Regions from separate parts of the Mus musculus genome. Here region 1 is linked to region 2. Evidence: chromatin contacts called from public promoter capture Hi-C data. All regions are on one chromosome and are shown on one strand. The core of a region is the stretch at or near the end of the contact, and the rest is flanking DNA. Distances in the headings are between cores, read along the strand shown. Region 1 holds the start of Pcmtd2 (protein-L-isoaspartate (D-aspartate) O-methyltransferase domain containing 2). Region 2 holds the start of Dido1 (death inducer-obliterator 1).

What was found. Capture Hi-C pulls out chosen DNA fragments and counts their contacts.
Region 1: a promoter capture Hi-C map of liver shows a contact between it and region 2, with 2.5 times the contacts expected there. The contact joins the promoter of Pcmtd2 here to the promoter of Dido1 in region 2. A contact is called at or near these places in 2 of 39 promoter capture datasets (erythroid cells and liver), 1 of 115 datasets of contacts at active chromatin or transcription factors (bone marrow-derived dendritic cells) and 2 of 9 other capture datasets (adipose tissue and liver).

The regions. Positions count from the first base shown.
Region 1 is chr2:181,833,408-181,841,343 of GRCm38.p6, forward strand. Pcmtd2 (protein-L-isoaspartate (D-aspartate) O-methyltransferase domain containing 2) reads left to right here and starts at 4,447. Exons shown (of 7, transcript NM_153594.3): 1 at 4,447-4,577; 2 at 7,748-7,931.
Region 2 is chr2:180,697,630-180,705,552 of GRCm38.p6, forward strand. It overlaps Dido1 (death inducer-obliterator 1), which reads right to left and starts at 4,473. Exons shown (of 16, transcript NM_175551.4): 1 at 4,332-4,473. It overlaps Gm22502 (a small nuclear RNA gene), which reads left to right and starts at 434; the gene lies at 434-540.

The sequences.
Region 1 (7,936 bases), core at 3,197-5,696, 1.1 Mb after region 2:
CTTGGGTCCCATCTACTAAAAGTGTCCCAACCTAGGCTTCTTTGTATATGGCCTTTATAAGGCTTTATGTCAGCAGCATTTCAGATATGAACACATATAGTCCTTATATAGACCCAGCCAAAGTGACACAAAATTGATACTTGCAAACATTTCCCAGGGCCCATGTAAAACTAATTCTTTTTTTAAAAAATAGTGTTAAGACTCTTTTCCCAACTATTCCACACATGTAGTTCTATATCTTCATATTCTTGTGGTAGCTATGTAGTAAACAGCAGAGAGACTTTGGTACCTGTCTGAAGACTACTAATTCTATTCTAAAAAGCCTAAAATGAGGAAGAAAATTCCTTCCTTATTCCCTTCAAGATGACCTATTCTAGTCAGGTGGTTGTGGTGGCGGTGGCACATGCCTTTAATCCCAGCATTTGGGAGGCAGAGGTAGGTGGTTCTCTGAGTTTAAGGCCAGCCTAGTCTACAGAGTGAGTTTCAGGACAGCCAAGGCTACATAGAGAAATCCTGTCTTGAAAAACAAACAAACAAACAAACAAACAAACAAACAGAAAGATGACTTATTTTGGCTGTTTCTTTCAGCTCAGCTGCACAGTGGTGATGTCTTGTGGCAGATTTTGTATCTTGTCATTTTTCCAATCACAGCTGCCCAACATTAACCTTTCCTAGTAAGGTTCTTTCTTAGGATTCTTCTACCCACCTCCAGGTTGGCACTGATAAAGTCAAATAACATTCAATGTATGCAAGCACCCAGAGGCCAGAACACTGAGCTTAAGGCAAAAGTACTCAGAAAAGACATCAGAAGGGTGGAGTAAGGAAGGGACTGAGGACAGGGTGGTTGCCACATGGGGGAAACTTTGCACAGTTTGAGGCATGTCACCTATTGAGTTTCCTGTAGTCAGCATTGAAACAGCTTCCCTACTACCAAGTTCCAAGCATAAAAAGAAACATGCAGCTATTGTCTGATGTACAGACACAGAGTACCTCAAGAGCCAGGTTTTTGGCTGTGAAACTTCAACTGGATTTTTTTAAACCAATATTGTAATTGCTAAGGCACTGCTTGACTATTATAAACAACAACCACAACAAGGATAAATGAGGCAAGAAGTGGTATCTTTAGTGATGAGATCAAGAAAAGAGCTGTCTTTCACACTTAACCTTGAGGATCTTGTGCCTGCCATTCTTTTGTGTATATCTATAGTTCCATCTGGAACACTGGGTTTCATGCCTGACAAAAACAAAAACCCAAAACCCAAACTCTGTTGCTTCACAGTGTATAGGTCGGCTCCTGAGTTCTTTTAGTTTTTAGATGTCTGGAAATTTTCCAATTAAAAATGCAATGTATTTTAAATTGGGGAGTTTTATGTTTATAGATAATTTCAGCCACAAATAGTTTCATGGATTCCTCACTTATGCACAGATTCTTTTGTTCTTAATAGCTTACATTAATATACATTGTTAAAATGGATATCAATATATATTACTATGAACTAAAGTCTATAGTTTTCATTAAGGTTCATTCTTGAGATAGAATATTATGTGTTTTTGTGGCACTGGGACTTTGCTCAAGTTAGGTAAGCACTTGCTCTACCATTGAGCTACATCCATAACTTCCTGGTTTGGGCAAATGATGATCACATGTTTCTACTATTACAGTATCATACGGCATCATTCACTGTCTTAATAGTCTTTCATGATCGACCCTTCTCTTGCCATCACCGAGGTTTTGAGAGTTTCTACGATTGTTTACTTTTCCATAGTTCATATCATTGGGATCACACAATATGTCATAGCTTTTCCATATGAGTGTCTTTCATTTAGCAGCAAGCACTTGGAAGCTGAAGAGATAGCTCAGCTGGTAAAGTGTCTGCCACGTAAGCATGAGGACCTCAGGTTAAATTCCCTAGTATTCATATAGAAAGTTGTTTAGTGAGAACTCTCCAATTTTGGTTTCTTTAAGAAACACAGAAATATTATTAGACTGTGTTTTCATCTTAATCCCAGGTGTGGGGATGTGGGGCTGCTTTGGACGGACCACAGCAGCTGACTGTGATTTGCCTCAGGCTCTAGCAGAGGCCTTGTTTGACAGTTCCAGATTGTCTAGGGCCCTGAGAGGCAAGGTGGGTGGAGACTGGTCATTTGGGGGCTGTTTGCAGTTTGTTAGTAGTTGTGCTCAAAAAAGAAACAAGAAGAAAGAAATTTGATTCACAGATATCTCTCTCTTCCTTCTGTCCTTCTTTCTCTCCTATCTATTGATACAGGATGATGCAGTGGGGAGGGGCAGTGGGTAAAGGGTGAGAAAAAGAACCCACAAAGTAGCTAAGTCCAGCTACAAAGTTGGGCATGGTTCAGAGCTGGGGAAGCAGAGACAGGAGGATCCCTGGGGCTTTCTGGGTTAAACTCCAGGTTTAGTGAGAGATAGTTGTCTCAAAAAATAAGGTAGAGAGAAATAAAGGAAGCGACTAGACATTGATCTCTGGCCTCTACATGTACATACACACATGTTCATGTATACTTATTTACATATGCATGCAAACACCACAGACACACCAAATTTAAAAAAAGCAATTAAGTGTGTAAGGTTGCTACATGTCCTTTCATAGCTCAGTAGCTCACTTTTCAAAAAATCCCTGATTAAAACAGTTATGTGGCTATACCTCCCATCTATTTAATATTTTTTGTTGCTTCTAATGTTTGATGATTACAAATGAAGCTGTTATACTACCTACATGTGCTGGTTTTGTGTATAGTGGTAAATATCTAGGAATTCAAATGGTGATTTTTTAAAAAGTTTTATGTATGTTGGAATAGTTTTGTACAGCCCTGGCTAGTCTTGAACCTATTACACTGCCAAAGTATGACCTTAATCTCCTGGTCCTTCTTCCTCCACCACTAAGTGCTGGCATTACACTTGTTTGCTGTCACATCTTCTAAGACGTTGCTTAGTTCAGTAGCAAACTGACAAACTATTTTCCAGAGTATCTTTATTATTGCTCATTCCCACCAGCAATGAAAGTGATGTGCTGCTGTTGCTCTACATCCTCACCAGTATTTGGTGAATTATAGATTTTATAAATTTTGGCTATTCTAATAGGTGTGTATTGATATCTCATTGTTTTATAAATCTGCATCACCTAATGACAAATTATGTTGATATGTTCATATGCTCATTTGCCATCTGTATATTTCCTTTGCTGAGTCATATGTTCATAGCTTTTTCCCGTTTCTATTTGTGCTGTTTATTTTCTTATTGTTGAGTTTTAAGGATTTTTAGAAATCCTTTATCAGATATGTGTTTTGGGAATATTGTTTTTCAGTCTATGTCTTACCTTTTTATTCTTCTGACAGTATATTTTACAGAGAAATGATGCCAGTGTTAAAAAGATATATTTTACCTTTAAGTGTGTGTGTGTGTGTGTGTGTGTGTGTGTGTGTGTGCACATGCCTGAGTGCCTGCAAAGGCCAAGTGTCTTGGGTACTGGAAATCAAATTTGGAAGAGCTATGTCTCTATTATTTTTACACGTGGATGTCTAATTATTCCAGCATCTTTTGTTGAAAAGACCAGCACTCCTCCATTGAATTGTATTTGTTCTCTTATCAAAGGTGAGTTTACTATATTTGTATAGCTCTAACCTAAGTTTTGTATTTGATAGCATCAATTTATTTCCCCCATATGACTCTTGATTACTGTAATTTTAATAGTAAGTCATGAAATCAGATGTTGTTAGGCCTATACTTTTGTTTTGTTTTGTTTTTGATCAATATTGTGTTATCTAGTTCGGGTCTTTAGCCTTCCCACGCAAACTTTAAAAAATAGTAGAATCATTTTCTCCTCATTCGTACCACAATCAACTGCAGGTTGAGTGACTTTCTTACAGCTATTGACTCAGGCGTCCAGACTCCTTCCTTCTTGACACTACTTCCTTCAACATGTACCCTCCAAGCAGTATAGAGGAGATGTGCAATCCCAATGAAATAGAACAAAAACTCAGAACAATCTTGAAAGGTAGCCCTAAAGATCACTTAGACTTTGGTCTATTTTGTAGGTTTCTTAGAAGTGGCCAGAACTGCTGGTTCAAGGTTCAAGTGTGCAGATGGCCATCCCCTGGACCAGGTAGCCTGGCAGGGTCAGGGCCGGCAGTCATTTGTGTTGTAACTCCTGCAGGAGAGTGGACCCAATCTATCACTCTTGTTTCTTAACTCCTGCCTTTTCTACTGTGGGGGCTTTGTCCTTGAGTGGACATAAGCAGGCAAAATGCCCTTCTCCCGTCGACACGCCAGCATCTTCTCATATCATTAGGCCGGGATATGCTCGGAGACCACCTAGTGACTGACCAATCAGGCAGGGACACACTTAACTCAAACCAGTGGGTGGAAAGTGGCAGGCTCGTGGGCTGTGCCGTTGCCCCTTTAAGAGTGTCCTCCAACCGCACATGCTCAGTTCAGGTAGAGCCCGCGCACGCGCAGAGGTAGCAGCGGATGTTTACAGCGGCTGAGGTCCGTCCGAAGCGACAGAAGCGTCTGAAGAACTGCTCTCCGAGACTCAATACGGGGGCTGCTGAGCGCCGAGGTAGAGCCGTCTCTGCCCCTCGGCCCTTCCCTCCATATCCCTTCTCCAGCTCTGGTTACCCGTTCCCCAGCGTCCGTGTATCTTACCATCTCCGAGAGTTTCGAACCCCAGCGCCTGTCACCCCCGCCCCCCCATCTCCCTGCCCAGCACCTCCCTCCCCTCCAGCGTGCCCCCCCACCCCCCGCCTGTTGCTAATTCTGGGATCTGATTGCTCTAGTTCTACAACCTATTTCTAATTAAGTAGGAAATGTTTGCAATTAGCTCAAGGGCAAGTCGGGCATTGACCATGATTGAAACAAATTATACCTAGGGTGGATATTGGGAAGAAGGCAGAGTATCCTACAGAGGAGAAAAAAAAGACCCCTTTGGGGAAAGATCTAAAGTAGCTGGAGAGAACCCCTGGGGCCTGGACCCTTTGTTTCTTTATTAGGCCTGTGCCTCTGCCATCAACTCCGTCATCTTGAGTATCTGCCCTCTGCTCTCTTGGGCCCTGCACTGTTGTTCTCTGTTCTTATTGAAGACATTGCTAAAGTGGGCTCCATTACGTCTGGTAGGTTGTCTCTAGAACGAGGTATTTAAGAGGCTCAGCACTGATTATATATAAAGGGAATTGAAGTGGGCCCTCTTGAGGTGGTGGCATTTGGTCTCTCCTTTTGCCCTGGCTTTTCTCCATCCTCCTCTGAGACCTTGCTGGGAGACTTGGGAGAAGGGACTCATTTTTCTTTTTTTCTTTTCTTTTCTTTTTTTTTTTAATTTCGGTTAGTCCCAAAGCTTTTCCACGCACGAAACAGTAGGAATTGTCCCTAGTCAGTACATACTACTGGTCAGCTTTCATTCAGATGCAGACCACAAGTGATATGCATTTGAGGCACACCCTCCAAGAGTTCTGGTTTTCAAGACAAGAAGCCTTGGCTATTTTCCTCGTTCTGCTGGCAGGATGATGGTTTAGAATACATGTTCCTAGCAAGGTATCCCCTAAGAAAGTGACATCCACTTGACTGTGGGCCAGCTGTCGCAGTTTTTTCAAACGCAGTATAGATATGAAACAGGGTTCTTTAGTCCAGCTTCACTTGTGTTGTTGTTGTCCACTTGGGGTCCTGTGCTGCTCAGTTTTTTTCCTATGCCCTTTTCTTCTGTTGGCCTGTGCTAATCAGTTCTGAATGGGAACTGTAATAAGCATTACAGCAAGTAGCAAAGTGTGTATCGTAGGGTAGTAAAGGAAGGACAATCTCCTAAAAAATAGTTCTTTGCTTTCAGTTGGAATCTACTGCACTGCATTCTTGTGCAGTGATACTGTTTGGTTTGGAGAGAGTATTTTCAAGTATGTTTTAGGGCTTTCTTTCTTTCTTTTGACATGGTGACTGATCACATCTATCTCAGCAGCAAGTAGTGATGCTTCTATGCAAGGCAATATTAGATTGTCAGACAAAGCTAATACTAAGTACCACACTCTATCATTATTCACCCACTCTCCACCAAAAGCAATTGATAGGGCTACCTTGGTGTTCTGTGTAGTCTAGAGAATGATCTACAATAGTCACACTTTCTGTTTTAAATGAGTGAATTTATTAAGTATATATAGCAAGCAAAAGTAAAAGAACTAGTTAGTAACAGAAGTAGTTGATAGAAAACATCAAGTTGAGTATTCACTTTAGTAGGGATGACTGGGATAGCACAGTTGAGAGACCAAACAAAAGGTAACAGCAGAAATCATCTGCGAAAATTCCATTTGAAGCAGCCATTTGAAATTCCTGATAGAGAACCCAAGTGAAGCTTCCAAGTTAAGAAAAATAGATAGATAGATAGTAGATAGATAACATCATCAAGTTGGGCACTTACAGTCATCTAGTAGAAATCAACTGGAGAAGTTGAGGCTGTCGGTTGGAGTTACCAATTGAACTTTCTTTTCTCTCCATGTTTGAGATTGCCATGGCTGAACTTCTGGTTTCTTGTTTCTACCAAGGCATTTTTATACCATGCAATAAACAGTCTTGTAAATGGCTAGTCTTTTAGCTATTCTCAAGGACAAATTGTTTTACTCTTGCGCTGTTTTGTTCTTCCTTTCACCCATCATAGAATTAGGTACCCACCAAGCTCCAGGAAGAGGTACTTTGGAGAACATTTGGAGACTACTAGAAACAAACATACTGGCGTTGGTACAGGAGAGTCCTCACTCTCATCATCCACTTTCAACAGACTTAAACAGCATATGACAGTTTACCAACACAATGCACATTATACTTGATTATCAAAGTATTAACAAGAAGTTAACAAAGAATGGTGTTCTTTTGTGAGTCTTTAACACCTGTATCCATATTGTGTACAAAACAAAAGCCTTTGGCTAAACAGTGCTGGTTTTACCACAGCTCCTCTGGCAGTCTGTGACTGTGAGCAGTTTAGTAACTCAGACCAGCTTGCCTTACCTTCTGATGTTCAATGTAGTGCTGTCTGGTAGGTAGTAGCTATAAAAACAGGTGGCTGATTTTTATTATTATTATTATTACTGGAATTCTTTTAATGTGGAATTAGCTTTTACTTCAGTAAAAAAATTCAGTAACATAAATGTCTAGTACAAATGAAATATATCTAATGTGGTACCTGCTGAAGATTAATTTATAGAACTGGGATAGGGTGAAGAGGATGGCTTTCTTGATTATGTAGGACATGTGTTAAAGGTTTTTTCCTAAACTGAGCTGTAAGCATATAAATACATTACTCTATTTTCAACTGGTGTCCCAAATTTTAATATGACTATTTTAGATCAGTAGTGTAGCAATAGAACTAAGTGGCTTATCTAAGATTAAGCCCAAGCTTATTAGCACTAGGGACTAGTTACAACTTAGGGCAAGGGCTCTGAATTCACTTGAAAAGTAGATTAAATTTTAATAATTGAACTGTGATTTGAAAATCTAATATTTTTCTTGACTATGAAGATGGATTATTTCATCATAAAATGGAAAAGAATTTATATCAAGAAAGTTTTTTTTTTTTTTAAGATGCTAGAGTGGTAGTTGATTTTCATTTCTAGGCTTAATTCTCTAGCACTGCTGTTACCAGTTGTGCACATGGGTGTGTCTAGGGATGGGTGTGTCTAGGCCCTGTCTCCAGTATTCCAGAGAGAAGACTGGGAACAGGGACCATAGCATAATTGTTGTTATTGTTTGAGACAGGTTCTTATATAATCCACGCTGGCCTGGAACTCACGGAAGATCACCTTGAACTCCTGAGCAGGAGCTGTTGAGATTCAGAAAGTCTACTAATCTTTTGTGGTTTGGTAGTCTTTCCTTCAACCGTTTATATCAGCATCACCAGCTTTTAAGAAATAAAGCCATTAGTTTGGAAAAGTCACCCGAGGTCAG
Region 2 (7,923 bases), core at 3,223-5,722:
ACCTCACAGGACAAAAAGCAGCACTGTCAAGAGAAAAACCACTGTCAGAACTGATGTTCCAGCCAGGCCTCCAAGTGTCTCTGTATCCTAAATTCTTTTCCTTCTAGTTAAAAGGTACAGGCTTTTAAGTTTGGTACCAATGAAGGGAAGAAATTTAAAGTCTACTGGTGGCCAGAAACTAGAAACCATGTAAGACTAGCCTTGTTTGGAGTAGAACATCAAGTCAGTCTGTCTCTGTCTGTCTGTCTCTCTCTCTCTTTTGGTTTTTCGAGACAGGGTTTCTCTGTATAGCCCTGGCTGTCCTGGAACTCACTCTGTAGACCAGGCAGGCCTCGAACTCAGAAATCCACCTGTCTTTGCCTCCCAAGTGCTGTGATTAAAGGCGTTCACCACCACTGCCCAGCGAACATCAAATCTCTTAAAGCAGCTACCTGTGCTCACTTCGGCAACACATATACTAAAATTGGAACAATACAGAGAAGATTAGCATGGCCCCTGCACAAGGATGACATGCAAATTCATGAAGCGCTCCATATTTAAAAAAAAAAAAAAAAAAAAAAAAAAGCAGCTACCTAAGTAGAGTGGGTTCCCCTCCTGTCCCTTTCACATTCCCAGAGACGTGGGCTTTGTATGGGGAACTGCTGCTCTTAACCTCAGCAGCAGAGCATCACATTATGTACTGACCAGGAAACCAGGTATCCACACTGTGTGCCTAGGCTGACTATGGCTTGGAGGATCCTTTTTTAGTGTTTCCAGGACAATCCTGCAAGCAAAGGATATGGGATTCCTGGGATGTGGAGCTCATATTTATTTCCATATTTATGCTCCAGATTATGTTAGCATTACTATCTTAAGTCCCACTGTGTACAATGAAAGCATATTACATACTAAAGTACAATCCTGTTGCCTGCCCTCTGTAGATACCTCCAGCTAACTGTGCCACTGTCCTAAGCATCATGGCAATGGCAGATCCTAACACACATCTGAGGAGTACAGACTGAATGAAATAGTACCTTCCATGTCACTAAATCATTTGTTCTATACCTTTCCTCAAAGGCAAGAAACTGATCAAGCCAATAAAAATAGTTCAAAGATAGCATCTCATAGTATAAAGGTGTTATTCTAGGTGTTTAAAGTCAAATATTCTTTCCAACTCATTTCAACAAAAAAAGCAATCATTTTTGGGGAGTGGGTTGGGGGAGGAGTAATATAAAGACAGGGTTTCTCTGTGTAGCCCTGGCCATCCTGGAACTCATAGATCCACCTACCTCTGCCTCCCAAGTGCTGGGACTAAATGCGTGTGCCATCGTGCCCGGCAATAAAAACACTTATTATTAATCCCAGCACTCAGGAGGCAGAGGCAGGCTAGTCTGGTCAACATAGTACCTAACGGGACAGCCAGAGACATAGCAAGACCTTGTTGAAAAAAACACCAAAAACAAAAGGAGCACTTCCAATTGTTACGAACAGTAAATGGTAAAAATGGATAGTTTGACAGAGCTGTCTGCACAGCACTAAGGTATCAGATGCCCCTTGACTGTCACTGGAAAGTCACTCTTTTAGAGGCTAACCTATAGTGATGTGACACTTGAAGCAGAAACATATGGAAGAAAGCAGTCATTGTGGAATAAACAGATGTACAAAAGCATAAATGTTATTTTTTTCATTAAGTTGTCTTAGACTTTGAAAATATTTCTGTTAACATAAGGGCACATGAGTTCAACTGAAAGTGTTCTACAGTGAGTAAACGGCTTAAATGTATCGGCTGTAAAATCAGTCAGTACTCATAAAGGCTCTTCAGTGTCACCAGGAACTTTTTAGTATAAAGACCCTGGAGTTTAGTTTGGGGACTGAGCACAGAGCTTCCACAACTGCTGTCTGTCTGTCTGTATAAAGCACCCTTTCTATCTAGCTAAGATTCACAAGGGCCCTAAGTAGACCCAATTGGATCCCATCCCATCCCTTCCCTCCTAACTCAGGTTCAGCCATTACTCTGAGGAGGCTGTAAAGCTTGCTACCTAAGTTCAGGCCAAAGCCCAAGAGGCTCCTGAAACTCAAGTAAGGAGCTGTGTTTCAACTGGAGCCTTCCTTTCCTTCTCTAAGATTCGTAGGAGACAATACATGGGTCCGTGTCCCCCCCCCCCCCCCCCCCGTCCTTTGGTGGATGGGGGAGGGTAGGATAATGAAGTCCAACACTGAATTCTAGCAGGGCTTCCTGTATTGTCTATTGCAGCTCAGCTGAACTCTATTTTCAAGCCAGTCAGAGCAGCAACACCCAGTACTTCCTAGACATTAACACAAATTTAAACAAGCAACAAGAAGGCTACTTCAGACCCAAACATATGCTTTTAAATTACAATTTAACAAATCCTGACAGTGCCTACCAAGCTTCTCAGGGGAAGGCCGTCTGGATATAGCTCCTAATTCCTGCTCCTGTTCCAATAAACTGTACTTTCTATCCCTAACAGTCAGACAACACCTAGGAATAAACTGTATAAACACAAGCATAGAATTAATCATTTTTAAATGTGTCTGCCACCTGTGTGCAAGGTGCCCATAGTTGCCAGTAGGCATGGGATTTCCCAAAGCTGGAGTTAGACATGGTTGTCAGCCCTCAGGTGACACTTGAACCAAGCTCTGGTTCTATAGAAGAGAAACAGGGACACCTAACAGCTGAGCCATCTTTCCAACCTTCGGAATTATTCTTTTGTTTTGTTCTTTCGAGACAGGGTTTCTCTGTGTAGCCCTGGCTGTCCTGGAACTCACTCTGTAGACCAGGCTGGCCTCGAACTCAGAAATCCACCTGCCTCTGCCTCCCAAGTGCTGGGATTAAAGGCGTGTGCCACCACTGCCCGGCCAGAATTAGTCTTTAAAACTATGTAAATTGCCCACTCACATTCCCTTATAAAGGTCTCAAAATGACCACTAAGAAAATAAACTAAAGCCTTGTCAACATGTTCTGTCTCACAGGCGAGCCTGCACACTCAGAACAAATGAGCACAACTCAGACTTTGGGCTTTGACCTCCTCTTTCCAAAGAGCTCACTATCACTGGCTGCAAATCACACAACCTTTGTAACCGAATCAACACAAAACCTCAGAGACTACTGGGTTTCTATAAAGGACCCAGTCATCTAAGACTTAAAGGAGACTCCACTCAGCAACAATTTCTTAGTTGGGGCTTGAGCATAAGAAACAGATTCTACAACACGGATCACTATGTAAGGATCTAAGTGCAACATGAATCTTTGCTCTTCTGGGTTAAACCGAAGTCACCTAGTATCGAAGGGCAGATGTGTAACATGGTAAAACATGCTGTGCTGACAGAAGTGTACAGCCTGGCACAGACAGTACTCATATGCTGAAGAGAAATCATTACTTGAGGTGCTCAGCACTGACTGAATTAAGACTCTTTAGCCTATTAAGACAATACCTACCAGAAGAGGTACAGAGAGCTTTTCTGACAGTAGAAAACTTCTGCGAACGACAGAAGGCAGGAAGACATCCCACCTCGCCTTCAAGACCTACCTGAGCTCTCCTCAGGTCCCCTAGCACACGTTCTCAACAAGCTATTATGATGCTACACATGCACTGATTGGCAGGAGGAAAGTGCTGGTCATGAGTGCTGGCAGGGGTCATCAATTACACAATCTTTTTTGTGTGCTGTTTGTCATCCTTACACAACTGAGTTTGCCTGACAAGTGTAACAAGGAGCATCCTTTTGTGGAAAATCAAATATACACAACATTCCCAATCAAACCCAGGGCCTCTTACTCAAGAGTCACTGTTGAGATCAATCTACATTAACACACACCTGGCCACCAACACTGGCAAGAGGCAATGAGCGCCCAGACAACGCCCAGGCCCTACACAGGGCTGAGGCTGGATCTTCCCCGAAGTCCCCCATGAGATATCTGCTCGTACACCCGCAAATTCGCGCCCAGGCCCAGTCACGTCCTACCACGAATGCCCTACCGCAAGTGTCGAGAACCTGCGGCCTCGGGAGGCTGGGCCCCTAACTCCGACTCAGAATCAAGGGCTCCACAGCCTCCCAGACCCAGACCATCTTGGACTACACAAGACAACCGGTGATTTCGGCAGAAACCAGACGCAGACCGCCCGCCCGGCCGGCCGGCCTCGCGCGCTCCACCGCGATCCCTCAGCCCGGGGCCGGAAAGGGCCCCGCGGGCCGCGACGCCATTTTCTCGGCGCCATCGGCGCCGCTCGCTGGAACTAGGCTGCCGGCATGGCGCCGCTCCACCTTGTCCGGAGTCCAAGTGCCGTTCGGGTCCACACGGCTTCCGCCCTCCTTCACAGTACAGAGTCACTTACCCCGGCCGCCGGGATCCCGCAGCCATTTCCAGAGCTACCACGGATATAGAGCAGAGACCAGCGAGACTACCGTCCTAGAGTGGTAGGCCGCGCGGCAAGCGGAAGAAATCGACCGGCCACCGAGCTACGGCGAGGCTAGAGCGGCTGTGCCGCCCTTCTTGCACGCATGCGCCACCCGGGTTCCCCGGAGCGCCAGCCTGGTTGGCCGGGCACGCTTGACAGATTCCCGCGTCCCGAACTAAGGGGCTAAGCTGGGAGCCAATGCCACTAAAAGGTTCCTCCAGCTATCCTTGAACAGCACCCGGCCCAGCATTCCAAAAGCTTAAACTCTGTGTCTGCAGGGACTGGTGCTTCGGAACAAACCAGCACCGGATTCCGGTGGGAAGGAGCCAGGAAAACCTCAAAGCCCTGCAGCTCTCGCCTATGGCAGGGCGTGTGCAGAGCGGGGAGGGGCGCCAGCCCTACAGGGACTCACTCCCTCATACTATCCTTTACTCCTTGCCCCGTCCATTTCTTCCTAAAAATGGACCAGGAGCCAAAGTCCAGGCATTCGTGCCTACAAGGGCCCCACCCCCAGTCCCCTCACGAAGGCATTTAAGAATTTCCCCCCCTAGCGCTAACTACAGTGATATTCCTTCACTGTCCCCCATATTACTTAAGGAAACCAGAAAGAGGTCGCAACGTGAACACTAGCCACATTGCTCTGAGGGCAGTTAATGCCGGGATAGACGCTCAGCTTTGCCCCATACAACCAGCTTCTTATTTATGTAAGCACACAGACACAACGCTAGGAAGCCATTCTTCTGGACTCTAACTTCGGCTTCCTGTAACAAACATGTGCTCCGGTCTAGTAAGGCCTCTCTCACATTGTAGAGGCCTCCAATGCTCCATTCAGAAGCCCAGGTCTTGAGTAGTTTTCTTTCTAACATTTCCCAAGATTACATGACAGCTCATGGGGCTTCCTTCAGTACAGTAGAAGGCTGCTTCTGCTTCCCTTGGTGAGATCCTTCAATACCACCTTTCAGATTCTAGTCAAGGAGGAGCCTACCCTGATTACTCAACTCTGCCCTTGAAATAAGTTCCCAGCATCCACAAGCGGCCAAACAACTCCAGTTCTGGGGATCCAGTGCCCTCCTCAGGCATCAGGCACCCACTGCATGTACACATACATAAAAGCAGACCATTCATACACATTAAATAAACATTTTTAAATATAAAAAACTAAAACCCAACATTTAACTTACAGTTCATTTTATTATGTGCAGTGCTGGAGATGGAACCCAGAGCCACCCTAGGGCCATGCTAGGCATGGAGTAATCTGTAACAGCTAACTTTAGATAAAATGCGTTTACTTGCACAGCACTGAAGAATCCGATAACAAATCACCAGCTGCTTTGCACGGAGGGCAATAGAGTAAAGCACCAGTCTTCGATTTCACTTTAAAAACAGCAGGGTCCAATTTGCAGCAGATCTTTATCTGGCAGTGCTACATCCATACACAGCTGAGACCCAACACCAACCATCACAATACCGAGAGCACAAGGTACTGGCAGCACAGAAAAAAGCCCAAAAAACCCCCAGCAATTTACAGACTTTGTAACCAGGTGTAGTGACCTCTGTATTACAAGCACTGAGGATGCTGAGGCAGGAAGATTTTGAGTTCCAGGACAGCTTTGGCTACAGAGTGAAATACTTAGAACAAAACAAAACAAAACAAAAACAAATAAAAACCAATCAAGACAGCCAGGGAAACACTGTGAGAAGTCTCAAAGGAAAAATAAAAAATAAAGAGTGCACATGTGTCACAAACTGATGAGTCGACAGAAGAACAGAATCTGTGCCAACCTGCCTATAGAAAGAGAGAGGTTGGGGCTAGAGAGATGGCTCAGCAGTTAAGAGAATTGGCTGCTCTTCCAGAGGTCCTGAGTTCAATTCCCAGCAACCACAACAATCTGTAATGGGATCTGATGACTTCTTCTGGTGTTCACGGAGATTTAGAAAAAAGTCAATGACCTTTCTTTTTTTCCCAGTTTATTTCTGCCTGCATGTATGAATGTGCACCATGTGTTATGCCTAGGACCCCACTTAAGTCAGAAGAGTGTCAGATCCCCTGGAATCGGAGTTGTGAGATTGTGAGCCACCTTGTGGAAGCTGATAATTGAACTTGAGTCTTCTACAACAAGGGCTCTTACCAGTGTGATACCCCTACAACCAAGATATGGTGATTTATAGGAAAAGGGGAAGTGATACAAAAATTACCTCCTTCCAACAGAGAAAACTATTTGAGTAAATGTGTAGCTGTTTTGCAGCTCTCTTCAACAGAAGCCAAGGACTCCAGAATTCAAGGGTTTACATTTTTTTTTCCTTTTAAGAGTAAAAGAAAGCATCCATGGAAACAATGTAGTTCTGGCCAAGCCTTTAATCCCAGAACTAGGAAAGCAGCAGGCTGGTCTCTGTGGTTCAAGGACAGCTTGGTCTGTCAGCTGAATGAGACCCAACCTCAAGGGGGCAAAAGTTATTCTGCGAAACACAGCAGGCATCCTGGTAACTGATTATTTACCTAAAGGAAGCATTTTGTATTTTATCCTCAGAATGCTTTTCCCTTTTATAAAACTCGGTGATAAACTGCTACCCTTTTTCACAATGACACAACTTCCAATTCCTGCCTTGGCTTGCAGAATAGTGGTACCTCTGATCATACGGTAGCCTCTCCGACAACTTTTATGACTTCTCTCCCCCAGGTCTACCTGTTACACACAGGAAGTTTAGCTAGTTAATGAATCCACCAGGCTGACATTTCTGTCAACTTGGCAACTGTCCCGGGTTACAGCCAGTGTGGCTGTCCCAGGACACGCCCCACCTATTTTCTACTCTCTTCCGTCCTTGATGCCATTGTACAGGTCATGTACATGTCCGGCCCCACTATCCTGTCTGTTCCATACACACTGTGGAAGCCCTCATCTAATCAGTCTGGATCTACCCCTTCACTTGTCCCAGGAACCTTCCCGTGTGTACCCCAAACTCAAATCGGTTCAAAGCCTAACACAAAAATTGGCTCACAGGGATGGGAAGACAGCTCAGTGGGTAAGAGCATTTGACATTCAAGCAGGGGCAGGCACAAGCATGGGCCTGTAACCTCAGTGCTGTGGATGGTAGTGACAGCCAGACAGGACTGCTGGAGTATGCTGGCTACTGGCTTAATTTACAGTTTAGTGAGAACTTGTCCTAAAGAAATAAGGCAGAGCAAGAGAACACAGGCCATCTCCTCTGGCCTTTATGCACTCCTGCGTGTGTACTCACCCACACAAAGACAAACCACAAATGAGCTGACTTCCCCCTTTGCTAGTGTTCACACGGGGAGAGGAAGAGCCTTGACATAGTACACTCATTCATTCCCTAATCAGCAGTCATATAAAGAACCTAACATGCACTGGACACTTTACTGAGATGCCCAGTACAGAGAATGTGACTATTCTCTGTGTGTGTGTTCATTCATTCACGTGTGTATGTGAAGCTGCACATGTGTACTCAGGCAGGTGTCCTCCTCCTCAATCTCTTGTTTTTGAGAATGACCCCTCACTGAATCTGGAGC